Regions from separate parts of the Mus musculus genome. Here all the other regions are linked to region 4. The links are chromatin contacts, called in public HiChIP or PLAC-seq and promoter capture Hi-C maps. All regions are on one chromosome and are shown on one strand. The core of a region is the stretch at or near the end of the contact, and the rest is flanking DNA. Distances in the headings are between cores, read along the strand shown. Region 1 holds the start of Rps6ka1 (ribosomal protein S6 kinase polypeptide 1). Region 2 overlaps Rps6ka1 (ribosomal protein S6 kinase polypeptide 1). Region 3 has its middle 39 kb from the start of Hmgn2. Region 4 holds the start of Kdf1 (keratinocyte differentiation factor 1). Region 5 has its middle 25 kb from the start of Gm12974. Region 6 holds the start of Gpr3 (G-protein coupled receptor 3).

What was found. Promoter capture Hi-C pulls out the DNA fragments that hold promoters and counts their contacts. HiChIP or PLAC-seq counts read pairs in DNA pulled down with a chosen protein or histone mark. Capture Hi-C pulls out chosen DNA fragments and counts their contacts.
Region 1: an H3K27ac HiChIP or PLAC-seq map of embryonic stem cells shows a contact between it and region 4, with 2.0 times the contacts expected there. The contact joins the promoter of Rps6ka1 here to the promoter of Kdf1 in region 4. A contact is called at or near these places in 4 of 115 datasets of contacts at active chromatin or transcription factors (embryonic stem cells, extraembryonic endoderm stem cells, microglia and 1 more) and 3 of 9 other capture datasets (adipose tissue, liver and macrophages).
Region 2: an H3K27ac HiChIP or PLAC-seq map of stem cell-derived neural progenitor cells shows a contact between it and region 4, with 3 times the contacts expected there. The contact joins the enhancer-like site here to the promoter of Kdf1 in region 4. A contact is called at or near these places in 1 of 39 promoter capture datasets (embryonic stem cells), 1 of 484 Hi-C or Micro-C datasets (embryonic stem cells), 5 of 115 datasets of contacts at active chromatin or transcription factors (embryonic stem cells, extraembryonic endoderm stem cells, microglia and 2 more) and 4 of 9 other capture datasets (adipose tissue, liver, macrophages and 1 more).
Region 3: a contact with region 4 is called in a promoter capture Hi-C map of macrophages, with 5 read pairs. The contact joins the enhancer-like site here to the promoter of Kdf1 in region 4. A contact is called at or near these places in 2 of 39 promoter capture datasets (macrophages and pre-B cells), 1 of 115 datasets of contacts at active chromatin or transcription factors (large pre-B cells) and 1 of 9 other capture datasets (pancreatic islet).
Region 5: a promoter capture Hi-C map of liver shows a contact between it and region 4, with 2.5 times the contacts expected there. The contact joins the enhancer-like site here to the promoter of Kdf1 in region 4. A contact is called at or near these places in 4 of 39 promoter capture datasets (embryonic stem cells, hippocampal neurons and liver), 1 of 484 Hi-C or Micro-C datasets (reprogramming fibroblasts), 3 of 115 datasets of contacts at active chromatin or transcription factors (embryonic stem cells, large pre-B cells and microglia) and 3 of 9 other capture datasets (adipose tissue, macrophages and pancreatic islet).
Region 6: a promoter capture Hi-C map of pancreatic islet shows a contact between it and region 4. The contact joins the promoter of Gpr3 here to the promoter of Kdf1 in region 4. A contact is called at or near these places in 2 of 39 promoter capture datasets (liver and neural stem cells), 1 of 15 datasets of contacts at CTCF or cohesin (embryonic stem cells), 1 of 484 Hi-C or Micro-C datasets (embryonic stem cells), 2 of 115 datasets of contacts at active chromatin or transcription factors (embryonic stem cells and pancreatic cancer cells) and 2 of 9 other capture datasets (adipose tissue and pancreatic islet).

What each region holds. Positions count from the first base shown.
Region 1 is chr4:133,886,091-133,890,894 of GRCm38.p6, forward strand. Rps6ka1 (ribosomal protein S6 kinase polypeptide 1) reads right to left here and starts at 1,707. Exons shown (of 22, transcript NM_009097.5): 1 at 1,480-1,707. The coding sequence starts at 1,542.
Region 2 is chr4:133,862,536-133,867,282 of GRCm38.p6, forward strand. It overlaps Rps6ka1 (ribosomal protein S6 kinase polypeptide 1), which reads right to left. Exons shown (of 22, transcript NM_009097.5): 7 at 4,588-4,694; 8 at 3,827-3,864; 9 at 3,228-3,370; 10 at 2,826-2,896; 11 at 2,490-2,578; 12 at 1,471-1,535; 13 at 1,113-1,215. Among named protein-coding and RNA genes, the nearest start is that of Gm12977, 7.1 kb to the right of the region's middle. Within about 2 kb of position 2,371, at least 73 of the 459 cell types and tissues checked have an H3K27ac peak or open chromatin away from gene starts, as enhancers often do. A contact at or near this core is called in embryonic stem cells and stem cell-derived neural progenitor cells, where this site is marked.
Region 3 is chr4:133,926,278-133,930,740 of GRCm38.p6, forward strand. No RefSeq gene overlaps it. Among named protein-coding and RNA genes, the nearest start is that of Hmgn2, 39 kb to the right of the region's middle. Within about 2 kb of position 3,029, at least 100 of the 459 cell types and tissues checked have an H3K27ac peak or open chromatin away from gene starts, as enhancers often do. A contact at or near this core is called in macrophages and pre-B cells, where this site is marked.
Region 4 is chr4:133,517,585-133,521,827 of GRCm38.p6, forward strand. It overlaps Kdf1 (keratinocyte differentiation factor 1), which reads left to right and starts at 1,379. Exons shown (of 4, transcript NM_133707.2): 1 at 1,379-1,468. It overlaps Gm42323 (predicted gene, 42323), which reads right to left and starts at 2,274. Exons shown (of 3, transcript NM_001378703.1): 1 at 1,516-2,274; 2 at 605-677. The coding sequence starts at 2,225.
Region 5 is chr4:133,839,542-133,844,067 of GRCm38.p6, forward strand. No RefSeq gene overlaps it. Among named protein-coding and RNA genes, the nearest start is that of Gm12974, 25 kb to the left of the region's middle. Within about 2 kb of position 1,745, at least 180 of the 459 cell types and tissues checked have an H3K27ac peak or open chromatin away from gene starts, as enhancers often do. A contact at or near this core is called in embryonic stem cells, where this site is marked.
Region 6 is chr4:133,210,572-133,215,165 of GRCm38.p6, forward strand. It overlaps Gpr3 (G-protein coupled receptor 3), which reads right to left and starts at 1,965. Exons shown (of 2, transcript NM_008154.3): 1 at 1,848-1,965; 2 at 1-793. The coding sequence starts at 788.

The sequences.
Region 1 (4,804 bases), core at 457-2,956, 370 kb after region 4:
CTCCTAGAACTCTACTCTCCGCGCTAGGGTAAAGCTGTGAGTCCCTAGGCTGAGTCCCTCCCTAGCCATACCGAGGTCAGGCCTCCCTTCCTCTGGAGGCCCAGGTGGCAGGGGCGTGCCCAAGCCAAGGAGTACACCTCTGAGCCTTCCCTGGGGCCTTGTGCCCCAGTCCTGGGGAGTGTGGGGGGAGCACCAGGGGCTGCAGAGAGCAGTGCTCCTCACCTAGGAGGGTGAGTCAGCCAGACAGCCTCTGAGCGCCTGTGTAGGGCCTGTAAAACCCCCGTGGCAAGGATCCCAGAACAATTTACTCCAAATTGCGCCTTCAGGTTGGTTACCTAATCCAGCCGCGCCCACCCTCCAATAGCCAGTGTAGCCCATCCCTTTAAAGGGGCAGCATGCCCTGAGTGCCTGGAGACTTGGGGATCTCACTGTGGATCCTCTCTCTGCCCGTGGTCCTGAGAGACAGGGCTCACAGTGACTGACCTGAGGTACCAAGCATAGGTAAAGGGGTTCAAGCCAGGAGAAAAAGCATCTAGGTTCTGGGATCAAGTGAGGTCTCCTGTACCCCAGCCTCCTGTACCCCAAAACAGCTCCAGTGAAGGAAGGCAGAGTTTCACCTGCCTCCTTCGCAGCAGGAGAGCAGGGAAAGTTTTAAAGTTGCTGGTTCAAAACTTGACCTTGATCCCAGGGTGACAGGACAGCACAGAAGTGGCCTCCTGCATGCTCAGGGTTGGACCACAAAGCCCTCAAAAAAGACAGGAGTTGCTTCTGGGAAAGGCTAGGTGGCAGAAGCCATACTGCCCAAGGGCTCAGCCTTTTTCTACAGGAAAGGAAGGAGGGAGAGAGGAAGACGGAGGCAGAGTCTCTTCTACAGAGACAGTCTTCACAAGATCTAAGGACTTTCCCCACTCTTCAGCATAATCTGAAGTAGGAAGACCCGGTGTCATTAGCTTTAGGGCAAAGGAAAGCAGGCTCCAACTCCAGAGGTGGTATCGTCCCACGTTCCATAACTGCCTGGGATTCAGCAGGGCTACCTTCCTAAGGTCAGAAGTGGAGGAACGAAGAGAGGTCTTGGGGAGAGGTTAAGGTGAGAAACCGGATTCCCATGATCCTTGTCTCTAGTAGAAGCCTAGACATCTGACCCAAGCCTTTCTCCCTTCTGCACTGATTGGGGCAACTCCCACAGCTACTAAAAGATGATAAGCGGGATGGGTCCTAGGTGTCAGATCTCAACACACCGTGGAGATTCCTCTCCTGGCTACTGCAGGGAGGTACTGAGAGCCCAGCAGAACCATCCCCTACACACGCACACCCGGAGCACAAGGGGGTGGAGCCGGACAGTGAGCTAGAGACCGGAGGGCACTCACGTCCCCGCGGGGCTGCAGAGACGCCGCGGGCCGCCCCCGCCCCGCCCCGGTGCGGATCCGGGCTGGCCGGCCGCCGCCGCCTGTCCCCCCAACCCCCGCCCCTCTCACTCACCTCCGGGTCCAGCGGCACCAGCTCCATGAGCGGCCAGGGCTCCTTGAGCTGGGCGAGCGGCATCGCGCCGCTGCCGGACCGCCCGCGCTCCTCCCGGCGGCCCCGGGCAGCGCTGCCTCTGGGCCACGGGGTCCCTGCTGCTACACCGAGACCCCCGCACGCCCCTGAGCCCCTCGCGCTCTGGATGGGCCGTCCGCCGCCGCCGCGGCACTCGCACTTCGGCTCGCTCCGTCACCCGGCGCCGCCGCGCCCATTGGCTACCTGCGCGGGGGCGGGGCCTGAGTAGCCCCGCCCAGTCCCCCCACGGCGCGGCATTCCCGGCGCGGACCCCCGCCCCCAACGCGCCGGGAGTCAGCCTTGCCTTCACGAGAGACCCCAGCCCACTGTCGGCCCTGCCCACCGGAGGCTCCGCGGGTTCCGTTTTCCCGGGCTTTGTGCCGCTTTGCAGACCTCGCTGGGGCCTCCGTTGTCCTGTCCTAGCAGCCTTTGGGATGTTAACCCAGATGTGCCTTCTCCCTCCAGGGGGAGGGGCTGCCACCCCACATTTACATGGGACGTCCTGGGCCTGATCCCGACTGAGGCGTGGAAGGAGCCTGGGCCTTGTGCCCTCTGGCTCTCAGCTCTCCAAGCCCTTAGGATCGCCCCCTTCCGAAAGCTTGTGCACATCACGGGAGCCCACACTTTGGGGTCTCCATGTGATCCCCGGGTCCCAAGCCAGCCAGCGCCAGGACCCACAGCGCCCCCAGGGTGATTTCCTAATACGCATTTTTTTTTCTCCTTCCTAGTCTGTTGTGCCCTATCACTTGAGGGCGCTGGTTTCAGGCCAGGTCCGCGCCTCTTCCGTGGCAGACCAGATTGTGGTCTGACTTGAGCAGGAGTCCCTGGAAAGAAGGCAAAATCCAGTTCTGGTGGGATCAGGATTCTCTCCAGTAAGATTTGGCCTGCTCTTAAGGAGATTTTAGGCCCCAGGTGTCGTGAGACTTACTCTCAGGTGAAAGACAAGCTGGCTCGTTTATTAAAAGCCTCCAGCGAAGACAGGCGTCATTGATAGGGAATTTATTTTTTGTTACGTTTCCTTGCTTGGTTATGGCCATGGAACCCAGGCTTTGCCGGCCAGGTCGTGTTGAGTATCTCCGACCTCCACCTTCAGGCAGCTTGTGATTTTTTTTTTGAGACTCCACCCCATCCTAGTAGACACCCTAAGCTATTTATCCGAAGTCACACAGCAGGTCAGGAGCACACTGGTGTTTAAAAGAGTGTGGGGTGGGTCCGTGGATGGACTCAATGGGTAAAAGAGCTTGCCTTCCCTGAGTCTGATCCCCAGGCCCCATGTGGTGGAAGAGAACCAACTCATAAGCAGTCCTTTGACCTCCACAAATGTGCACAGGGACAACCTTCCCCGATAAAGACATTTTAATGCAGTACATTTTTAAGTGGAGAGAAGTCACTCACGCCTCTAATCCTAGCAGTAGGGAGGCAGAGGCAGGAGGATCTCTGTTCAGGGCTAGCTTGGGCTACTTAGCCAATTCTAGGCCAGCCAGGGCTACACAGTAAGAACCTGTATCAAAACAAAACAAACAAACCCCCCAAACCCCAAAAACCCAACTAAGTAAATAAATAAATGAATAAATAGAAATAAATTTAATCCAGGAGATTCAGGCCAGAGGATTGTGACTTTGAGGCCAGTGTGGACTGCATAATAGAGATGTTGTCTAAAAATCAAAAATTAAATTAAATCAAAAAAGAAATAAAAACAGATGCTGTTTTCCCAGTAAGCATTTATAATCTCACTGCGGAGGCTACTGACACAGGATCTCATTGGTCAGCCAGGCAAGCCAAATAGGTGAGTTCCAGGTTCAAAGAGAGACTCACACAATAAAAAGATAAACCTGTAGCCTAGACATACATGGTCACTCACATGCACATGTTCAGACATCCTCATGCACAGGTACCACAGACACATGCATACATACATGCAGACACATGCACACAGACATGTGCACACATGCATACACTCACATGCACAGACACATGCATACATACATGCAGACACATGCACACAGACATGTGCACACATGCATACACTCACATACACACAGACACATGCATACATACATGCAGACACATGCACACAGACATGTGCACACATGCATACACTCACATACACACAGACACATGCATACATACATGCAGACACATGCACACAGACATGTGCACACATGCATACACTCACATGCACACAGACATGCACATATGCATGCAGACGTGTACACAGACACATGCACATATAACACACATTTACATGCACATATGCATACATGCACAGGCACAAAGACACATGCACACATGTGTATATGTACATGCACATATATGTACAGACACATGCATACAGACACACGTGCACACACATACACAATGAAGTCGACACCAATTTCTCGAAAATCTACATGCCCCCTTATCCCGAGTCTCCCCTTTAGTGGAATGGATGACTTGAACTGCATTTTGAGTAGAAAAGACTTTGGAATCCAAAAAACCCCATAGATTTGAATTCCAGACCTGCCCTCTCTTTAAGCATTGGACAACTCCTGTCTTTTTTGTTTGTTTTGGTTTTTTTGTTTTTGTTTTGTTTTTTGTTTTTGTTTTTCAAGACAGGGTTTCTCTGTATAGCCCCGGCTGTCCTGGAACTCACTCTGTAGACCAGGCTGGCCTCGAACTCAGAAATCCACCTGCCTCTGCCTCCCGAGTGCTGGGATCAAAGGCATGCGCCACCACGCCCGGCCAACAACTCCTGTCTTTAAGTTCAGCTTCTTTATCTGAAAATTGGGAATTATAACTTCAATCTTTTAGGTCTGCAGTTAGGACTAAAGTCATTGTAACCCTATATATAATTTAGAGTTATGAATAGCACACCAGGCCCTCTCAGCATGGTGGCAACAAGCCTGGAATTCCAGCATTCAGGAGGCTAAGGTGAGAGCACTTGAGTCTGGGGCAGATCATCCTGGGTTATATAGTGAGACTGTATCCTAGAAAAAGAAAATAAATCTAAATACAGCCAGATGTGATGATCTATGCCTGTAATTGCAGCTCCTGTGAGGTGGAAGGCAGAAGGATCCTGAGCTTCTTACTGAGTTCTCCACTACAGAAGACCCCACCTCGGGGCTGGAGAGATGGCTCAGTGGTTAAGAGCACTGACTGCTCTTCTAGAGGTCCTGAGTTCAAATCCCAGCAACCACATGATGGTTCATAGCCATCCATAATGAGATCTGATGCCCTCCTTTGGTGTGTCTGAAGACAGCTACAGTGTACTTACATATAATAATAAATA
Region 2 (4,747 bases), core at 1,121-3,620, 350 kb after region 4:
AAGGGACTGCTCACCCCACCCCCACCCCCAAGTCTGGCAAGTGAGATCCACGTGGCCTCAGCCTCGTTCCTCCCCTTTGGGAACTCAGTCCCGATGAACTCCACACACTCAAGAGTGTCTCGGTGTCGCTACACACGCCGTTCTCCTGGATTAGATAAGCCACTCCTTGTCCATCATTCAAGTCTTAGCTACCTTCCTTTCCCTGAGAAGGCTACCTGATGATGTCGCTCCTCTGACCCTCTATAATCCTTCCCACTGACACCTGAGCTACATGGTTCTGTCTGGTTCACAATCCACCATTCTCACTACGGCTGGCATAGAGCGGGGACCTGGTATGGACTTGGCAGATAAATAAGGGGAAGACAAGACAGCTGTGAAGTGATGCGCTTCCAGTCAACAATGGTGTGCAAGTTACACAGAGGGAACGATCACCCTCTAAGAAGACACCTCAGGGGCTGGTGAGATGGCTCAGTGGGTAAGAGCACCCGACTGCTCTTCCGAAGGTCCGGAGTTCAAATCCCAGCAACCACATGGTGGCTCACAACCATTCGTAATGAGATCTGACTCCCTCTTCTGGAGTGCCTGAAGACAGCTACAATGTACTTACATAAAATAAGTAAATAAATTAAAAAAAAAAAAAAAAGACACCTCAGAACTAACACACACCTCCCCACCCACTGGCAGTATCTGGCTGGACGTCAGGTTTCCCAGCTCATCCAGCCTGTGGGCACCGTCTCCTCTGCTCTGCCGAGGCCTCTCCATCACAGGTCTGCCCGGTCAGATTCCTCATGTCTGATGCAAGTGCAGGCCTTGTGTGTTTAGTGGTCCCAGTGGGCTGGAAGATGCCTGGGGCAGGGGGTCCTGACTTTCCTGTTGTGGCCTAAACCACCCCCACACTTCAGTCCCTCACCGAGAAACAAAGCAGCCCACAGAAGCCCATGGAAGTAGTCGGGTCGCATGAAGTCAGGATGGAGCATGAAGCCCACGGGGCCAGATACTGCCTATCTACCCACACACCTGGGCTTCCAGAATCCTCGATCACCTCTGTAGCCCAGGGTTCCCCAAAGATCTGCTACCCAGCCCAAGACAGACAAGTCAGGTCAGGAACGTACCCCTGGGTGTGCGTGACGTGAACTCGGTATCAAAGTAGAAGGTGTCGTCGGGCTGGGCCACAGCCGGCTTGAAAGGGGGCTTGATCTCACGCCGGTAGAGCTTCTGTAAGGTGGGGTATATGCTCTGGTCACCATGGTGACCCCACAGCCTGCTAGCAGCCCCGACAGGAAGAGTAGAAGCTATGCTGCTCAGTGGATAACAGCAAGGGAGAGCAGCCTTCAAGGGCGTGAAGTCACCCCTCCAAGGGCATGTTAAGGGCTGCTCACCTTCTACCTCCCACAGCTGAGGCCACGGTTGGCAGGGGCCCCTCCCCCACCCTTCCTGCGTCCATCACAGGGCACAGGCACGGGCACTCACATTCCAGTCAATGGTGGAGTAGAAGATATGTCTCTTAATTTCCTCTGCCCCATCAGGGCCCGAGCCTGAAAGAAGCCAAATGAAGCCAACCTCAGACACCCATTCTGTCTTCCAGGCTCTGGACCAGCTGCTACCGTGGAGGGCAGCAGGGGTTCACCATGTCCTGCGTCAGTACCCACTACCCTGAAGCCTGGAGCCCGCTCAGTATTTCCTATGTTACGGAGCTTCTGCTGGTGTACTGAGGAAGGAGGGGCCAGGCAGGACGGGAAGCCTGTCCAAGCATTAATCCTGACAGAAGCTGGACTGACTTCTTTTGAGATCTAACAAGGGCCTTCATCCACTCCCGCCACAGGCCCCCCTCCTCTCTGCCCTTCTTTTCCTACTGCCTCTCGTCTTTATCCCTGAGACAAACGCTCATTCGATTCAACCCAGGGACCTGGACTGGACCTTAGCTGGTTGTGATCCAGATAAAGCCAGCATCCAAAAACCTCGGCAAATACTGTATACTTCACTGAACAACAGGAATGTCCTTCTCTCATCAAAGATCCCCGGGAGCCAGGGCAGAATCAGTGTCTCCACTGACACAGGAACCTGGGGCTCGGAAAGGTGGGGTCCCCTGCCATAGCGCAGGCTCATAAACCGTATTCAATCCCTCAGCAAATGTTTACAGTACTGCTGGGTGCCGGGCAGCGGGGACAGACACAGCTAGGCCTGAGACCTTTCTCGCTCCTAAGCTCCTGCGCCTTCCCTTGAGCCAGCAACCTTGGCAGAGAAGCTGTGTGGGGGCCTGTGTCCTTGTCCCTGAGGGGGTATGAATGACTCAGTTCCTGCCTTCCCCCCACACAGGTCACCCTCCCAGCACCATACATGGAACCAGAAAATAGGGTGGCCAGCAGCATTGTCTGCTCACACAAAGGACAACAGCTCCTTTCAGTCCTAGATGTGGCCCCGTGGCCTAGGCTGCAGCTGTACCCTGATCCTCACCGCCATGTCCCCTCCTCTGAGCTGGGGTTGCTTACCAAGCCGATTGGCAGGATTCCTCTTGAACAGGGCCCGCAGGAGGCTCTGGGCTTCCGTGCTCAGAAACTGGGGCATGCCTAGCTTCGCCCTGGAACAGCCACAGGTCTCATCAGGGCTGAGCCCCACCCAGGAGTCCCAGAGCCCCTTCCCTTTCTCTTTTCCAGCTCAGTCCAGAGAAGCCAGCCACTAACTCACCTCCCAGAGACATTAAGAACACTTCCCACTGGCCCTGGCAGACAGCAAGGGTCTGCAGACAGGGAAAAAGCAATTCACTGGCCCTGCAACTGGGGTGGGATTAGGGAGAACTTGGAGGGCCAGGCAGTGTTGGTGCTTACTTCAAAATCAAGGTCATGGTCTCCTTCCGGTCCTTCCCCTGGAAGGGCAGGGAGCCCGTCAGCATCTCAAACTTCGGGGGGAAAAGGAAACATATAGGTGTGGCCTTGTTCTCTGTCTCCCACACATCCCTCCCCCTCCTTCCCGGGCTACCCTGCTGCAGTCCGGGGATTCTTGCTGGCCTGTTAAGACTTTACAGTCTAAGTCTAGCTGCAGCAAGGCCTGTGCCTGCCTCTGCCCCCCTCCCAACCTAGAACCCAGGAGCAGCACTAAAGCCAGAGGAAGGAAGCAGAGGAGAGTTCCCAAGTTAGGTGAGGGGTGGTACTTCAGGCAGGTGGACTAAAGCCCGCGGCTCTTCGAGGGAAACAAAGTACAACAGTGTGCAGCAGAGCCCGGACACTCACCATCAGCACCCCATAGGACCACCAGTCTGCACTGTGGGTGTGACCCTGGCGGTTGACAACCTCGGGCGCCATGTACTCCACTGTCCCGCAGAAGGAGTAAGCCTTCTTCTCATGGTCTATGGCCTCCTTGCTCAGGCCAAAGTCTGCAGCATGGAGGGCAGAGAAGTCACTTCTAGGATCCCTGCCACGCCCACGGCTACCACACTTAGCTCCTCTGACCGGAGCCAGGTATCACCAAGGTTGTCAGTGAGAGCTCAGTCTGCTCTGAGACCTAGGGAGCCTCGAGAGATGGCTCAGCAGTTAAGAATATTGGCTGTTCTTCCAGACAACCCAGGTTCCATTCCCAGCTCCCACACGATGGTTAACAACCAGGTGCAGGCAACTCTAGCCTCTTTGGGCAACACATGCATGAGGTACAGATACAAATATAGGCAAAACTCCCATACACACACAAAAAATAACTAAGTAACAAGGCCTAGGTTTTTGGCATGTATGTAACTGGCATCGTCTCCCAGGAAACACAGCCATCAGCTGAGACCTATCAGACAGAGCCTGGTTATCCTCCCCAGAGCCCAAAGGAGCAGGTGCCCTTCACTCACCAGTGAGTTTGATGTGGCCCTCCTCATCCAAAAGGATACTGTAACAGAGAGACAGGAGTCAGGAATCCTTAGCTGCAGGCACTGTGCAGGTTCTAGCAGTAACCTTGGGGTGGAGAGACTTGGGCCTGACCAGAAGAAGGGTTTGGTCCAACTCTACTCAAGGAAAAGTGGAAGGATGGAAGCTCGGGAAAGTAACTCCTTTAGAATGGCTAGGGAACTTGTCTTTCTTTCAATTCTACTACATTGTACAGGCTGGCTTCGAACTCCTGGACTCGGCCTCTTTAGCAGCTGGTACTACAGTTGAGTACCGCAATGCCTGACTTGGGGTGTGTCTAACTCTACCACCAGAATCTATCCCAGCTCTCAACACAGCACCGGAAGGCAGTGCATGCGAAACCCCCAGGATAAGCGGATGGAGAGATGATCTTTAGAGCTGGGTGATAGTAACGCAGGCCTTTATTCCCAGCACTTGGGATTAAAGCACTTGTCTCGAAAAACCAAAAGGAAGGGGAATGGAGTAGGGCCACAGCTGGGCTGCAGCCTTTAGTAATAGCAGTACCGACCAGGCAATTCCTAATTACCTAAAGTGAACCTGCTGTTGGCCACAACCTGCGACAACCACCCATCCCTCTTGACAGCCCCAAAGAGAGATAAATTCCTGGGAGCGCCACAGCATCTCCCAAATGGCCCTGTTCTAAAAGGGCCCAAGAGCAGTCCCTGTGCCCAGGAGAGATCAGCAGTATGGCAGGGGCTTTGCTCACTTCTCAGGCTTGAGGTCTCTGTAAATAATGCCCAAGCTGTGCAGGTGGTCCAGGCCCAGTGCCAGCTCAGCCAGGTAAAACTTCACATCCTCCTCTGTAAACATGACCTGCAACAGGGAAAGACACACCCGTCAGCTGGCTTACCCCGTTCCCCAGGAGC
Region 3 (4,463 bases), core at 1,779-4,278, 410 kb after region 4:
GAGCCATCTCTCCAGCCCCCTATTTTTATTATTTTTAATTTATGTGTCCCTTTGTGGATATGTACATTAAGTATTCGAGCCCCAGGAAGCCAGAGGCTCAGATCCCCTTGGACCTGGGGCTGTAGACAGCTGTGAGCTGCTCATTGTGGGAGCTGGGGACAGAACCTGGGTCCTCTGCAAACAAGTAGGTGTTCTTAGCCACAAAGCCATCTCTCCAGCTGTAAAAGGCACAGCTTAAATAAAGCATTGGAGAAACCAGAATAGTTAAACACCTGCCTGCTTTCTTCCAAGGAAGGAAGAATGGTGGCTGGTCACCTGGAATGCTAGACTGAAAGTGGCCAAACAGCCTGGTGGTCTTTTGATATTTGGTTAGGAGCCAGCTCCTCCCTGCAATTACCCCCTGAATCTTGAAAATTATTTAGGTCCTAATCCTGGGGTTTTTCTCTCAGAGAATTTAACTTGTCCTCATGGAAAAGCCCCCAAGGACTTAGCCTCCTCCATCAACAGAATCCTTCCTCTCTAGGCCTTAGTCCTGAGCGCTGTTTCCCAGTCAAAATAGTACTCACTTGTAGACTAAAGGGCTCAGGCACTTCGCTCTAGTGGGGTATTTTGTAAGGAAATTTCGATGTAGTCATCAGTGAAGTTTTTTAAAAATATTTATTTATTATATGTAAGTACACTGCAGCTGTCTTCAGACACACCAGTCAGATCTCCTTATGGATGGTTGTGAGCCACCATGTGGTTGCTGGGACTTGAACTCAGGACCTTCAGAAGAGCAGTCAGGTGCTCTTACCCGCTGAGCCATCTCACCAACCCCATCAGTGAAGTTTTGTTATGAGAACTGTCACATGAAGACTTTCCCCTCAAAGTTTTACTATCTTTAAATGTGTAAGAAAATTAAACTATGGAGTCAGACTCTCTGAAAGGTTTGATCTAGTCTGATTGGCCGAGTTTCCCTTCTTATCTCTTCAAGGTCCTCCCCCAGCCCCAACATCTGTGATACCTGCAGGGACAAGCCTGCCCCCCAACATCCAGCCCTTTATTTAACTTTTTAAAAGTTAGTATACAAGTAATGTTTTTTATGTGTGTATGACACATATACGTGTGTACGTTTTTTATATGTGTGAGTGTTCATACGTGTTCATGTGTGCATGTCCATGAATAAGCTCAGGGGTCAGAAGACAACTTGTGTATGTTAGAGGGAGGGCCTTATACTGATGATCACTTCCTGTAGAACAGGCTGGCTGGCTTTGGAGCTTCCAGGGAGTCTGTAGTCTCTGCCTCCAATGTTTTGTTGGGCAAGCTGAGATTAGGGGTGCAGTGCTACTACATAAGCAAGCTGAAGTTAGGGGTGCAATGCTAGTACACAGGCTTCCCTAGGTTCTTAGGACCCGAACTCAAGACCTTGAAAAGGACAGTTCTAAATTGGGCGTGGTGGTGCACGCCTTTAATCCCAGCACTTGGGAGGCAGAGGCAGGTGGATTCTGAGTTCGAGGCCAGCCTGGTCTACAAAGTGAGTTCCCAGGACAGCCAGGGCTACACAGAGTAACCCTGTCTCAAAAAAAAAAAAAGAAAAAAAAAAAAGAAAAGGAAAGTAAAGGAAAGGAAAGGAAAGAAAAAAAAAGAAAAGAAAAGAGAAGGAAAGAAAAGAAAAGAAAAGAAAAGAAAAGAAAAGAAAAGAAAAGAAAAGAAAAGAAAAGAAAAGAAAAGAAAAGAAAAGAAAAGAAAAGAAAAGAAAAGAAAAGAAAAGAAAAGAAGAGGGCAGTTCTGATGCTAAGGTCTTGTTCTACAATTAGTTCTTGATTTGCCAGTAAAGAAAGTCGGAGGCCAATTGCTGGGTGGAAGTTATAGGCGGGACTTCTGGGTGCCAGGAGGAAAAGGAGAGAGGTTTTCTGCCATGTTTTTGAGGGGAAGAACACAGAAACCATGTGGTCTCCGAGGCAAGGGCTGGGGGAGGGGGAGCTGGGGCCTGTGGCCACTACTACTACAGGGGGTGGCCATTGATGTTTGACAGGGGCCAAGTGGGACCAGCCACTGTAGTTTAGGGCTGATAATAAATTAGTAAGGGCAAGCTTTTCCAGGTTGGAGATAGGAACACTATTTGTTTATTTATTTGTAAAGATTTATCATTATATCTAAGTACACTGTAGCTGTCTTCAGACACACCAGAAGAGGGCGTCAGACATCATTACACATGGTTGTGAGCCACCATGTGGTTACAGAAATTTGAACTCAGGACCTCTGGAAGAGTAGTCCCTGCTCTTAACCGCTGAGCCATCTCTCCAGTCCCATGGAACTCACTCTTTAGAGCAGGCTGGCCTCAAACTCAGAGAGATCTGCTGGCTTCCTCCTGAATGCTGGAATCAAAGGTGTGCGCCACCATTGCCTGGTGAAAAGAGAAACTCGATATGGTTTCCTCACTTTCAGCAGCACTGGGAACCAAAGTGTGACAAGCTGTGTGCCAGGCAAGAACCCCTCCCACTGAGCTGCAGTCCCAGAAGGAAGGGACACATGACGTCATAATGGGATAAGCCTGTCTGTGATGGGCAATGACAGGAAACGGTGGAGGCCATCATAAAGATGCTATGGCTTTGGTGGTTTTTGTTCTTTGAATTCCAGGGTCCCACGCCGTCTGTATTAGTTGCTTTTCTGTTGCTGTATAAAACCGCTGTGACCAAAAGCAAACTTTAGGAAGTGTTCAGTCGGCCTTACAATTACAGAGAGAGAGAGAGTCCTGTGGAGTGTAGCAAATGGCAGTTAGAGCAGGAAGGTCAGAGATCACTTTACTCCTCACGTGGGAAGCAGAGGGGGCTAAGAGGAAGTGGGGTTACAACCTCTCAAAGGCCCGGATGAAGTTCTTCCCCCTGCAAAGACCACTCCTCCCAAAGGTCCCACAACCGCCTGGGGCAGCACCACTCACCGGAGACCCCGGTTCAGTTACCCGAGCCCACGGTGATGCTTCTCCTGTAGACAACCACACCCTCTATTTGTTTTATGCTTTAATAGATTTTCCCGGTTAGTTTACAGGAAAAGCATAGAAGACAGACACCCTGTACTTGTATGTAGAACAATTCAGGAAATCCCAAAGATTAAAGCTGTGCTGGCCAGTTTTATGCCAACTTGACAGAAGCTGGAGTCATCTGAAATGAGAGAGTCAGGAAAATGCCTTCATAGATCGGGCTGCGGGCAAGCCCGTGGAGTTTCCTTAGTTAGTGATTGATGGGGAAGGGCCCAGCCCGTTGTGGGTGGTGCCATCCTTGGCCTGAGTCCTGAAGTCTCTAAAGAAGCAGGCTGAGCAAGCCACTGACAGCAAGCCAGTAAGCAGCGTCCCTCTATGGCCTCTGCTCCAGCTCCTGCATTTGGAATTAATACTGCAGGAGAGTCGGGAGTTCAAAGTCAGTTTGAGCTAAATGACTCCCTGTCAAAAGAGAAAGAAATGCATTTATTTTTCAAAATTTCTAATAATATTTACAGATTAATCACTATAGAGTCGATTGTTAAAACTGTTTGCACCGGGCATGGTGGCACACGCCTTTAATCCCAGCACTTGGGAGGCAAAGGCAGGTGGATTTCTGAGTTCGAGGCCAGCCTGGTCTTCAAAGTGAGTTTGAGGACAGCCAGGGCTACACAGAAATCCTGTCTCGAAAAAACCAACCAAAACCAAAACAAAAACACAAAAAAACCCCGAAACTTTGCTGAGACACTTTTGACCTTTTCATTATTTAAATTTCACACATCTATCAATTCCTGATTTCTGTCCTCACTTTGCTACTTGTAGTTTGGACCCTACGGAATATAATGGGTACAAAAGACAGGAAAATATTAAGCACGAAATTTTGGGCTGGATCGAAGGCTTAGTTGTCAGGATAATCATTTTGCACTCTGTGTAAAGGGTGTCTATGTATTAATCAAACGTTGATTTCTGTCCCCCAGAGAGTTAAGTACTGGCCATACTTGGGCATTACTTTTATGGGTCATCACCTGTCTCAATATTTTGTAGACATCATCTCCATAACCTTCTGATTAGTTCTGATAGCCAATAGCTGAAGCAGGAAAGAAAAGGCAGGACTTCTGGGTAGAGGGAGGAATTGTGGGAAGAATCGATCGGGGGTAGGATTCGAGATAGAGACATGTAGTGATAATGAGAGGGAATGGGCCCTGTGGTTGTGAACTGGAACTAGTCGGGTTGGAGCTAGCAGGAAGATGCCTAGCTATAGTGTCTAAGCTCTCATAAATAACAGTACGAAGTCTCCGTGTCATTATTCGGGAGCTGATGGGTCTGAGACAGTCCAGGGGTAATTAGTGGCCAAGAGAACTTGCTATTCTTTTTTTTTTTTTTTTTTTTTTTTGAGACAGGGTTTTTCTGTGTAGCCCTGGCTGTCCTGGAACTCACTCTGTAGACCAGGCTGGCCTCGAACTCAGAAATCTGCCTGCCAAGTGCTGGGATTAAAGGTGTGCACCAC
Region 4 (4,243 bases), core at 129-2,628:
TATTTATTTACTTATTTATTTATTTATTGGTTTTTTTTGAGACAGGGTTTCTCTGTGTATCCCTGGCTGTCCTGGAACTCACTTTGTAGACCAGGCTGGCCTCAAACTCAGAAATCTGCCTGCCTCTGCCTCCCAAGTGCTGGGATTAAAGGTGTGTGCCACCATGCCCCTCATGGTTTTTTTTGTTTGTTTGTTTGTTTTTTTGAGATGGGGTCTCTCTACATAGTCCTGCCAATCCTGGAACTCACTCTGTAGACCAGGCTGGCCTGGAACTCACAGAGGTCCACCTTACTGCCTCCAAAGAGCTGGGATTAAAGGCATGTGCCACCACATCTGGCTAGAGAGGTCTATATCTACAGAGGGGACACTGGAAAATGGAAAGTGACTTGCTCCCATGTCAAACAGTTCAAAAAGAGCAAGAAAGACATCAGGGACTATGTTGGCTGTGGAGGCGCATGCCTGTGATCCCAGCACTCCATAGATAAGAGGAGCAAGTCTTCAAGGGCAGCCTTGGCTACATAGGGAGCTAGAGGCCAGCCTGGGGTACATGAGACTTTGTCTCAGAAAACTTGAACAATCTACGGCTGCACCCCTGGGAACATACCTGATCTAGGCTGATCTTGACTCGAAGCAGGACAGGATATGGCTGGTCTTCCCAGGATCTTGTATTGGAAGACCTAGGTAAGAGGAGCTGAAGAGAGAGTTCTGCCTCAGAGAGCACTGGCTGCTCTTCAAAGTTCCAAGGTCCCCAGTTCGACTCTCAAGTGCTCACATAACAGCTCACAACCCTCTGTAACTCCAGTTCCAGGGCATCCCATGCCCTCCTCTGCTCCCTTACCTGTGGGCACAAGGCACGCAAGTGGTGCATGGATGTACAAGCAGGCAAGACATTCATACATATAAAAACATTTAATGTAAAAAAAGAGAAACCTAAATAAGTGAATATGTAGACAGACAGATAGATAGACAAGAGATCATTGCCTAGCTATTCAAACAGTGAAGAATATTTACTAAGCAGTTGGTATGTGCCAGGCGCTGTACTAGGGAAACAAGACCAGACCTTACCCTCAAGGTCAGAGGCTAAAAGGAGGAGACAAAAGACAGGAAAGCAACAGTCTGCTGGGAACTATAATAAAGAGTCCAGAGAACTGTTCCACATGACAGAGCTAGGGACTCAGGGGCCCGGACGGCTTCCCAGGAGGCATGCATGCCCTTTAAGTAGGAGCTTTGCGGCCCGGTAGGCGCCCCATGGGCTCTCCGATACTTCCAGGACACTGGACTATAGAGCAGAGAGGGGACCTAAGCACTGTTGCCCGATGATGGCCCCTCTCAGGGCCTCACTCTCCTGGCTGGGCCGGAGCTGGGCGGGGCCTCGGCCAGGTGCGCGGCGGCGCTCGGCGGAGGCAGGAAGTGTGTCCCCAGCGGCGCCCCGTGCCGCGCTCCCGCGAGACGCTTACCTGCGACCCAGGTGAGTGCCGAGGGGGGCGGGGGAAGGGCCGAGCGGAGGCGGCTCACCTGGCTGGGCAGGTAAGGCCGGCGCGGGTCCGCGGGGGCGCGGGGCGGTGCAGCCCCGGGTGGGTGACCCTGGAGGCCGCGCCTGGACGGCGGCGGGGCGCGGGCCCTGCTCCTCGGGCCCCGACGTCCACTTCCGGGGTGCGCGGGGCCCGGCCGGAGCGGCCCGAACGGGCGCAGGGCTGGGCTGGGCTGGGCGGGCCGAGAGGCCCCTGGGGTGCTAGGACCCAGCACCGTGCGTGGAACAGCGTCGGGAGTCGCGGGCCACGGCGCTGGTGGCAAGCGAGGCGGTGCGCGCCCCGACGGCAACGCGAGCCCTGCCGCCTGGACGCGCGCGGCTCCTGCTTGCAGATGAGACAGTGGCTGGGGCTGTGCCAGGGGGGTGCACAGTACCCTGCGCCCGAGCTGAGCAGAGCTGAGCGCGGCTCGCTGACCATACGTTTGCCTGGACAGAGGCTGCTGCAGCCGGCTCGTCCTGGGGACACAGGGAGGAGGGCCCATGGAGAGCCCCCGAGTCTGTCTGTCTGTCCGTCTGTCTCTGTGTTTTGTGGGGACTGTCGGAAAGGCGAAGGCAGTGAGAAATCAGAGAATCCTGGGGCCATCAGACCTTGAGGCATCCTTGCGATGCCTTCGAACGCTGCCAAGTTAGAGAATGCCAAGAGTGTGTCTTCCCAGGCTTTTGCTAAACACGGAGCTCCACCCCCAACCCCCATACCTCCGTAGAGGGTTAGAAGGACATTAATCTCTCCTCTTTTGAGAGATGAGGTTTTCCATTTTTATTTTACGTCACATTGGTTTATTATTTACTTATATTTAAGTTAATTTAATATATATTTTGTTTTGCTTTTTGAGATAGGGTCTCATATGGCCCAGGCTAGGCCCAATATTCAGCCAAGGATGACTCTGAAGTCCTCATCATCTCATCGTGTCTTGTGCTGGAATTACAGACGTGGGCCACCTCACTACTCTAAGATGAACCTATTTAAAGATGAGGAAGCTGGGTCCAAGACTCTTGTCCCAGGCCAAAATTGAGGCAAAAATTGGTCCCACTAAATTAAGTGAGCAGTGTCACTGGGTTGTCAGGAGGGATGGACCAGGGACAATCGTGGGAAAAGGAAGGTGTAGATGGATGGTTTGAAGGGACGCTCATGCAAGGCACTATTCATACCACAAACAGGAAGGCTGACTGCTTGGTTGTTTAAGTTTCAGACAGGGTCTCTCTCTTGGGTAGCCCAGGCTGATCTTGAACTCAAAGAATCTGCCTGGCTCAGCCTTTCTAGTTCTGAAATTACCTGAGGGAGCCACCAAGAGCAGAGTACCTGGGGTGAAGAGCCTGGCCTGCCCCGCAGCAAATCTTGTTCCTTCCCAGCCTGCTGACTTACTTGATCTCTCCTCTCTGTTCTCTGAGCTTCCGATTCCTGAACTGTACAGTGACAGTAAATAATTCACGTGGCAGTTGTAAGGACTGAATAACGTGGAAGAGCTCTGGCTAGAGCCGGTTTCTAGCCCATTCACTGCCGTCTCCTCAGTGCTAAGCACAGTGCTGGCCCGTGGACAGTGTAATGAACAGTAGCAGTCCTAAGCCGTCGGTGGTGGGGAGAGAAACACTGACCCATGATACTCCTACAGACCCACAGACAATCATTGTGGGGGGTCCGAGGACAGATGGTAGGACTGTAGATGCAAGCCCTCCAGAGGTGCCAGCTCATGCTGGCAGCTTTAACTGGCCCTTTCCTCACAAGTCCACAGATGGGATGGGATAGTAGAGGAATCCTCTTGAGAACTTGGGCAAGGAGTGGGGGAGGGTCTGAGGACAGGCCAACTGGGTACAAAGAAGAGTGTGCTTGTGGGGGCCTGAGGCTATAGCTCTATTGATAGACACTTAGCGTGCATTAGACCCTGAGTTAGATCCCCAGCTATGCATAAACCAGCACTTGTGAAGGCAGGAGAATGAATCAGTGGGTCAGTCCTAGTCCCAGCTACATTGTGAGTTTGAGGCCAGCCAGGGGTACATAAGAGCCTATCTTAAGAAACAAGTGTGACTTTGGACAACTTACTTAACTTTTGTGCTTCAGTAGAGTGGGATAATACCTAGAAGGCCTTGAGAATTAATAGATTTATTACAGGCAACATGGTTAAAGTAATGTAAGCTGTCCACAGTCACTTGCACTAGAGGGGAACTCTCCTGAGGTGAGCTAGTCTGTTTTACCACTTTGTCCATAGAGTGTAGGGTGCACAGTAGGTCCTCAGTATTTGTTAAATGACGGAATGAATTCATGTCCAAACTCACATTTAATCAAATCAGAGCAAACATTTAGTTATCTCCCTCTGGATTGTGAAGAACATTTTTTTGTTGTAATGGGGTCTTGCTATATAGTATGTGTTCATCTCAAAGTATGATCCTCCTGCCTCAGCCTTTGTGGTACTAGGATAACTGCTGTGTGCCACCACATTCAATTGTGAAGAACTTTAAAGTCACTTCATACAATTTGTTTATATACTTTTTTTTTTTAAACAGAGCAGTAGATTGGGAGGTATTCAGAGGGAGATTGCCTCCTTCCGTTTATACACTTCCTAAGATGGCATCCTCCCACACAGGCACACACTGCTCCCTGGGACTGCTAGTTCCTGCTCTGATCCGCCTAGAGTCTAAGTCCTTTGTCTCTTCCCCTACCATAAAGTCACATGGAGTGTGTTTGTGCCATGATAGTACCTTCTAAAACTGGCCCTA
Region 5 (4,526 bases), core at 495-2,994, 320 kb after region 4:
TTAAATATCCAATAGTATGCTAAAACCCTGTGCAGTTTTCTTGGCTGTAAACTAAAACACAACATAATCAATGTAGACACAGGTGTGAAATGTTTTTCTGATTGATTAGGCTGAGTCATCATTTAGGGAGGGAATCCTTTGTCCCAGTCGGCTGGAAAACCTGGACACTGCGCCCCCTGGAGGTAACACATCAGCACAGCCCAAATTCCTGGCAGAGCATTGCTCTGAGGTGAGCAACTGATAGCAGGTTTCCTTTAGAACTCTGTGATCTTTTTTTTTTTTTTTTTTTTTTTTGGTTTTTCGAGACAGGGTTTCTCTGTGTAGCCCTGGCTGTCCTGGCACTCACTTTGTAGACCAAGCTGTCCTCGAACTCAAAAATCCGCCTGCCTCTGCCTCCCGAGTGCGCCACCACGCCCGGCTAGAACTCTGTGATCTTACCTGGGCACGATGACACATGCCTGTGATTCCAGTACTCAGGAGAAGGAGGCAAGAGAATTGTGAGTTCGAGGCCAGGCTGACCTACATAACAGATCCAAGGTCAGCATGGGCTATGGTAGTATATTTCAGACCTGAAAATGGAAGAAAACTCATCAGGCATAGATGTCCTGTGATGTGATGACCTTGCAGAGGTAGGTGGATCTCTGTGAGTTCAAGGCAAGCCTGATCTACAAGGAAATTATAATCTGGCTGGCCTCAAAGTCATGGAGATCCCCCTGCCTCTGTCTCCTGGGTGCTGGGATTCAAGTTGTATGCCATGGCTCCTGGCAGACATTCTTCTTTGTTTGGTAATTTGTTTGTGTTGTTTAGAAACAGGATCTCAAATTACCTAGCCAAGGACAGCCTGGAACTCCTGACCCTCCTGCCTCTACCTCCCAAATTAGGATGATAACCCATAGCCTGGGTTAGGAAGTCTCTGTGCTGTGTTCCCGTTTCTTCTGCTCATGGTCACTACCAGAGCCTTGACCCAACTCTCATTCAACTATTTCCCCAGTGGGGATTGAACCTAGGTCCTTACCTATGCTAAGCAAGTACCATACCCCTAAGCTATGTCCTCAGGCCTATCTTTGCTTTTTAGTTTAAGATAGTCACAGTAAATTGCTCTAGATAACATTGAATTTGGATCCTCCTGTCTCAGCCTCCCAGGAAGCTGGAATTCCAGTCCTGACCCACAGAGGACGCTCTGCAGCTACCTGTAAGATCTGAGGTTTAGAGGCCAGAAGACTGCGTAAGAACCCCAACTCTCCGGGCGTGGTGGCGGATGCCTTTAATCCCAGCACTCGGGAGGCAGAGGCAGGTGGATTTCTGACTTCGAGGCCAACCTGGTCTACAAAGTGAGTTCCAGGGCAGCCAGGGCTATACAGAGAAACCCTGTCTCAAAAAAACAAACAAAAACAAAACAAAACAAAACAAAACAAAACAAAACACAACCCCCACTCAAGTTTTACAGTTAGTCTCTACTTGAATGCCCCTCCCTCAGAAGCCCCTGCAGAGGCCCTGTAGTTAATGCTCCATAGCAACAGTCAGAGTGACTGGACCCAGCTAAATCCAGCCCCAGGGAGCGTTTCCTGCCAGGGGAGAGTGGCCACAGGCCCTTCCCAGATACAAGTTTCAGGCTCAGGTCAGACCCGTGTGTAATCTGCCTCTTGATTTCTCAACTCCGCCCACAGCCTCGGGGGCAGGTGTGGAGCCACAGCAGAGAAGCGGCAGAGGAAGTGACTTATAAAAAGCAGTCTCAGGTTGAGTCACACAGAGGAGCTAGAGCTCGGAGAGCGGTTTGGGGGCAGGAAGGGGGGAGCGAAGGCCTTGTGAAAGACTTTACCGAGGCCCCCTCCTCTCCAGGTTTTACAAATGGCTTTAGTTTTGTTTCCCCAAAAAGAGAATGAGGAGAGGTCCTGACCTAGGAGGCTGGAGCCTGTGATCTGGGAGGGAGGGAGGGGCCCGTGGCTATGTGTTAGCCTGAGCTACTTCTCTGCCATCTTTGTGTCACCTGTATAAAACTCAAACCAAACCCCCAAAACAACAACAGCACCACAAACCAAGGGCCACTCTGAATTCATGTTTAAAGATACGAACTCTCAGAGAGTTGGTGGCTTTTCAAGACAGGGTTTCTTTGTGTAACACAACACTGGCTGTCCTGGATTAGCTTTTTAGACCCTGTGGCCTGGAACTCACAGAGATCTGCTTGCCTCTGCCTCCCCAGCACGCCTGCTCCTCCCACCCCACACCCTCCCACCCCCACATTTCCTACTCCTTTCACCCCACCCCACCCCCACCCCACCATTGCCCACCCCCGGCAGTGGCATACACCCTTAATCTCAGTACTTGGAAGTTACAGGCAGATGGATCTCAGAGTTCAAGGCCAGAGAGAGTTCCAGGATAGTCAGAACTCAGAACTATATAGTGAAACCCTGTCTGGAAAAACAAAACAAAACAAACAAGAAAAGTGTCGGTAGACGGCAAGGCAAAGAGGTTGAGTATTTACCAAGGTCTGCTGACCGGTACCCGGAGCTGAACATTAAACCACGACTGCCCATCTTTCTTTCTTTCTTCTTCTTTTTTTTTTTTTTTTAGATTTATTTATTATTATACATAAGTACACTGTAGCTGTCTTCAGACACACCAGAAGAGGGCATCAGATCTCATTACAGGTGGTTGTGAGCCACCATTTGGTTGCTGGGATTTGAACTCAGGAGCAGTCAGTGCTCTTATCTGCTGAGCCATTTCACCATCCCCTGCCCATATTTCTTTCTTTCTTTTGTTTTTCTTTTTTTGTGTGTGTGTGTGTGTGTGTGTGTGTGTGTGTGTGCTCTTAACCGCTGAGCCATCTCACCAGCCCCACTTTTTTTTTTTTTTTTTTTTTTTTTTTTGAGACAGGGTTTCTCTGTATAGCTCTGGCTGTCCTGGAACTCACTTTGTAGACCAGGCTGTCCTGGAACTCAGAAATCTGCCTGCCTCTGCCTCCCGAGTGCTGGGATTAAAGGTGTGCGCCACCACGCCCTGCCTCTTTTGGGTTTTTTTTTTTTTCTTTCTTTGTTTGCTTGTTTGTTTTTCGAGACAGGGTTTCTCTGTGTAGCCCTGGCTGTCCTGGAACTCACTCTGTAGACCAGGCTGGCCTCAAACTCAGAAATCCGTCTGTGTCTGCCTCCCGAGTGCTGGGATTAAAGGCATACGCCACCACTGCCCGGCTTTCTCTGGCTTTTTGAACATGCACAGACATATAGACACACACACACACACACACACACACACGAGAGAGAGAGAGAGAGAGAGAGAGAGAGAGAAAGAGAGAGAGAGACAGAGAGACAGAGAGACAGAGAGACAGAGACAGAGAGACAGAGAAAGAGAAGGAGGGAGGGAGGGAGGGAGGGAAGGAGAGACTAAGATAATAAAGTATACTTCCGTTTGGCATTTGAGGCCATGAAAAACCACAAATCCCGCTGACTTGGTGTCTGGGCTGTGTCCACCCACTGTTGCCCCACTGTTGCCTTCCCAGGTGCACCGGGCAGGAGGGGAACAGAAAGGAGCACTGCGGGTGTGTGTGTGTGTGTGTGTGTGTGTGTGTGTGTGTGTGTGTGTGTGTGTGTGTATGTGTTCCTGGGCTGAGTCCTCCCACTCACCTCTCCAGAGTCCTCCCACAGTTTAGTTCCACCCCTTTGCCCATGGCTGTGGCCGCTTCCATCCCTGAAGGTGCAGCACCCAATGAGGCCTCTCTCTTTGTTGAGTCATTTCCCCCCCACCTCCCCAGAGTTCATGGGGAACCCCTCTCTCTGTTTCTAGAAATAAAGTATTGCTATTCTGACTCTCTCAGCTCAGGGTGGAGGAACTTTCCGTGGGTGTGGGGGACTACCCCGAGGTGCGGTGGATTCTCCACTGCTGGTGATTTTTAATGGAGGGCTGGGTGCCCAGCTGAAGGGCTTTCCTGTAGGAGACAGGGGTTGGGTGTAGGCCTTTGAGGCTCTTTAACTGTAAGGTTTTATGAGTCATTATGAGTTGAAATTTAGCCTTTACATGAGGGTCAGATACAGGACATATATAGGCATAAGATAGACTCAAACGCAGCCTGCCTGGCGCATAGGAGCCTGAGACAGGAGTGGGGGTGGGTTGAAGGGAGGAGCTCAAGGCGATGGAGGTTTACCTGGGCAATAGGAAATAGGAGACCAAAAGGAGACAGGCCTGCTGAGATGGTTCATCGAGTAAAGACAATGCCACCCAGCCTAAGGACCTGAGGTTGATCCCCAGCTAGAAGAGAGCCAACTTCAGTACTATGTTCTCTGACCTCTGCCTACATGCTCTGTCACGTGTGCCCACACACATGAACATCATACACAACAAATAAGTTTTTTTTGTTGTTGTTTTTTTGTTTTTTCGAGACAGGATTTCTCTGTGTAGTCCTGGCTGGCCTGGAACTCACTCTGTAGACCAGGCTGGCCTCGAACTCAGAAATCCGCCTGCCTCTGCCTCCCGAGTGCTGGGATTAAAGGCGTGTGCCACTACGCCCGGCACTTTAAAAAAAAAATTTATTGGGG
Region 6 (4,594 bases), core at 715-3,214, 310 kb before region 4:
AAGGGCAACCAACAGGCAGCAAAGGCGCCAAGCACCACAGCCAATGTGGCGATGCCCTTGCGGGTGGCCACGTAGTGAGAGGCAGGCAGCAGGTGTCGTTGGAGGGCGATCTGCTGGGCATGGCGGCAGACGATGCGGCAGATCTGGGCATAGAGCTGCAACATGATGCCAAACACCATGAAGAAGGCGATGGCCAGAACCACCAGATGGTTCTTGGAGAGTGGATAGACCACACCACACGTGGTCAGGCCATCCCGGCAGTTCCAGGCCAGCACGGGAACCAGCCCCAGGCCCAGGGCACCCACCCACACCAAGGCCAGCATCACATAAGTCCGAGTTACCGTTGTCTCTGAGTAGTAAGTGAGAGCATTGTACAGGGAAAGGTAGCGGTCAACGGTAATGGCCAGCAGGCTGCCGATGCTGGCAGTGAAGGCCATTGCTAGCACGCCGACCAGCATCAAGCTCATCTCTGGTGAGCCAATGCAGAAGTCAGCCGCAAAGTGCAGGACCAGGCCCAGGCCTGCCAGCAGGTCTGCTACGGCCAAGCTACCCACCAGCAGGAACATGGGGGCGCGGAAGGCAGGAGTGCCCACAATGATGGCCACCACCAGCGCGTTCTCGCAGGACACCAGGGTGCCTGAGATGCACAGCACCACATCCCAGGCCCTGGGAGAGGGCAGCAGTGTAGCTGGGCCTGTGGGTTCCTCTACTGGGTCCACGCTGCTCACGTTCACACTGCCTGAGCCAGCTGAGAACCAGGCCATAGAGCTTCCTGCTCCCCACATCATGGTACCTGTAGAAGAAAGGTCCTATGAGATGCTGGCAGGCCCGTATCCTGACAGGAGGCCCTTCGAGAAAAGAAAGCTGTCAGGATAACAGGTAGGGTACGGATGTCCTGCACACCCCACACCCCCAATTCATGTCCTGTGGTTTTTGTCCTCTGATGCCTCCAGGCCTCTAAACAGGGGTCCCTTTTTCTCGGTGATCCCTTTTCTGTGTCCCTTCACCCTCCCCTCCATTCCTCTAAGTCCTGAAGACCTCTTGGCCACACGTGGTCAAAGAAGTGAATCAAAGCTTACCATAAGTGAATAGGGGAAGCACAGGATTCAAGGTGTGCCCTCAATAGGCTCATGAATAGGGGAGGGAAACACGTCAAGAAGAAGAGCAGTCAGCTCCCTCCCACCAGACACGATGACTTGGTTCCTGAAGCTCCCAGACCCCTCACGATTCATGGGCACTGCCAGCCTCAAGCTCCGCCCCCAGGCAAAGCCGGTGCAGCTTCTTGCCAGCCCCCACTCGACATTCCCAGGGTAACACCTGGGAACTCATTTCCCCTACACTCTCCCAGACTTCTGACTCCGGACAGACACCCCACACACACTGCCCCCTTCTTCCTCCTAACCACTGGGTCTCCGTAGCAGACACCCCCTGGTGAAAGCCGGATTCCTGAGTCAGACCCCTCCTTCTGCCCGGACACCTGGATCTTGGGCCTGACTCCGCCTCCTGCCTTGGATAGCCGAAGCCCCAAATAAGACACCACCCGCTACTCGGACGTCTAGGTGCCCGCCCCAGACGCCTCCTGTTCTCCCAACCTCAGATGACCGCCCGTCCCTCTAGGGCCTCAGGTCCCGCAGGAATGCTCACCCTTTGCCGGGTCACCCCATCATACCACTCGAGAGCACCCGAACACTTGGGGAGCTGCCTGCTTATGCAGACTCTGCACATCCAGAGTCCCAGGTACGACCCCCCGACCCTGAGCAGGGGCAAGCAGCCTTCCGCCGGCCCGGCGCCCCTGCACGCTGTGTCCTCCCAGACTCCGGGTACCCGCGGCAGGGCCCACTACTCACCGGTGGCTCAGGACCGGGTGCGGCCGGGCCGCGGGGCGCCTCCACTCAGGTTCTGGCAGAGCAAGGTGTGCGCGGACCCCAAGAAGCCCCCGCGGCCGCGGGAGACGCGGCGTGAGTCACCCCGCCCCGCCCCGCCCCCGGCCACCGGTTTGGTGACGCCAGAAGCCCAGCAGGCCAATGGGCGCTGCGCGCTGGAGCGCAGCGCGTGCTGCGCGGCATAGTAATGAGGCCTCGCGCCGCCCGCTCCCCCATTCATAAAAAGTGACCGTGGCCGCGGCCCCGCCCCCTCCGGAGCCGGCTCTCTGTCCTTGACGCGGCGCCCTCTGCGGGTCGGGGGTTTTGGGGACACTAGTGGGAGAGCCTTAAAAGAGACTCGGGGAGGTCACAGAGGATGTGGGAAGAGGTCAAGGGATTGGGATAGTCTGCGGGGGTGATGAGTACCTTCGGTGGCAGAAACGAGCTGACATAAGACAGGTGATGGAGCGAAATGGGCGTCCCCGGTGAGGATGACAGGCTCTGCCTCTGATAGGGCCCCGAGGCGACGGTGACAGGAGCACGAGGGAGCAGGGAGGTGGGTGGCTGTGACGATATGAGCACGGTGACAGGATCTTGGAGGATGGCGGCTGTGGGACGTTGACGGTAGCGGGGTGTAGGCCTCCTCAGGACAGCCACAGCATTGTCAGGATGACTGCAGCATGATGGAGCTCGGGGACCCTAGGGTAACAGAAGTGGTGACAAGGCTTTGGAGATGAGTGTGCAGGTGAAGGAACTTCAGGTCACTGTGACCCTGTTAAGTGCTATAAAGGACTGAGGTGACGAAGCTAAATGAGAGCTGTGGGGTCCTGAAGTAAAGACCAAATGACTTGTGTGTGGGCCCCAGAGTGAGGGAACAGGGTAGGAAGTCTGACTGGACAGCGACCCAGCAGGTAAGTTGCTGTCAGGACAGGTCCCGTGATGTTGGGGTTGGAATAAGGAGCTGGGTGACGTCACTCATGTGGACCCAATAGCGTCCTCTCTGCATGGGAGGGTGCGCCTGGCAAGATTTCAAAACCTCAATTATTTATTCAAGGATCTGAAAAGCCAGAGCGAGGGCTGGGGGGGGGCGGGGGTGGTCACTTCCCCGAAGCAGCAGGAGATAGGGAGCCGGGAAGAACTTGGAAGCAGAAGGACTCGGCAGCTCCGTGCTCAGAGCAGCCTTCCTGAGCACCGGCTTAGGTACCCCAGGGGGTGGGGCAGAAAGAAAACTTGCTCTTTACTAGACCTGCCTGCGCCATCCCTAGGGAAATGCCCCATCAGATCTAACCCTAGGCACCAGTACTGTCCTTTCTCCCTTTGATCGTCTCTGGAATGTTCAAGACTTTAGGAGGGTGATGGGAGTCAGGGGTCGGATGTCGGTCTGAGGCTGAGGAAAGGAAGGAGGCCAGGAGTCAGGGAATGCGTCATAGCCTCACAGAGATGACAGAGCATGGGCTGGAGACTGGCAGGGTTTGGGCGGGATATGGGGAGTTCAGCTGGTGGAGGAGGTCAGGCCTCCAAGCCTAATCCACGCTTCCGAACCCTGTGACTTTGAGGCCCTGTTAGGCTCTCTGAAGCTGTTTTTTCATGTCTAAACGGCTGGGGACTGCTGGGGGCAGTTGGCCCGTTAGCAGCACGGGGCTGTATATTGGCTGTCAGTGGTGTATCTGGCCAGTAGAGGATGTCAGGGAAACACAGGAGGGCACAAAGAAAATGAAGAGTGGTCACAGGAGGCTCTGCCTTTGTGGGACCAGGCTAGATGGGGCTCTCCTGCTGCAGGCTCCTATGGGCAAGCTCCCTTCAGAACTCTCCTTTTAGCCATTTCATCCATAAATGGGCTTCCTGACCGGTCACAAATGACCGACTAACCTTCCCCTGGCCTTCCCTCCTTGCTTTGTTATCTTCTCAGGTGTGCAGAACTCCTGCAACAAAATACTCTCCCTAGTTCCCTTTTACTGTTTGCTTGGAGTCTGAGGCTGTCCCACTGTAGGATAAGGCATGTGACAATAATGCCTAGGTTTGGTTTGTGCTAGGGACAGTGCCTGATATGTAATTGGTATTCAGTTACTATTATCTGTTGGTTGATGAAACATAACAGGAACAGTCAAGGAGAGGGAAACAAAGGAGGCAGAGGCGCATGCCTTGAATCCCAGCACTCGGGAGGCAGATCTTGTGAGTTTGAAGCCAGTCTTGTCTGCAGAGTGAGTTCCAGGTCAGCCAGGGCTATGCAGAGAGACCTTGTCTCAAAACAAAAACACTCAAGTATGAGACTGGAGCGATAACTCAATAGTTAAAAGTATGTGTTGCTCTTCCAGAGGACCCAAGGTTGGCTCCCAGAACCCATGCGGAACCTCATTCATATTTAAAAAACAACAAAACTGGGCGGTGGTGACACACACCTTTAATCCCAGCACTCAGGAGGCAGAGGCAGACGGATTTCTGAGTTCGAGGCCAGCCTGGTCTACAAAGTGAGTTCCAGGACAGCCAGGGCTATACAGAGAAACCCTGTCTTGAAAAACAAAACAAAACACAACAAACAAAAATTTGTCGGGCAATAGTGGTGCATGCCTTTGATCAAGCAGATCTCTTGAGTTCCAGGCCGGCCACGGCTACACAGAAAAACACTGTCTTGAAAAAACAAAGAAGCAAACAAAATTGAAAATACTCATATATAGATAAAATAATAAAACAAACCCAGAAAGAGAAAGAGACACAGGAAGAACAGTAGTCCT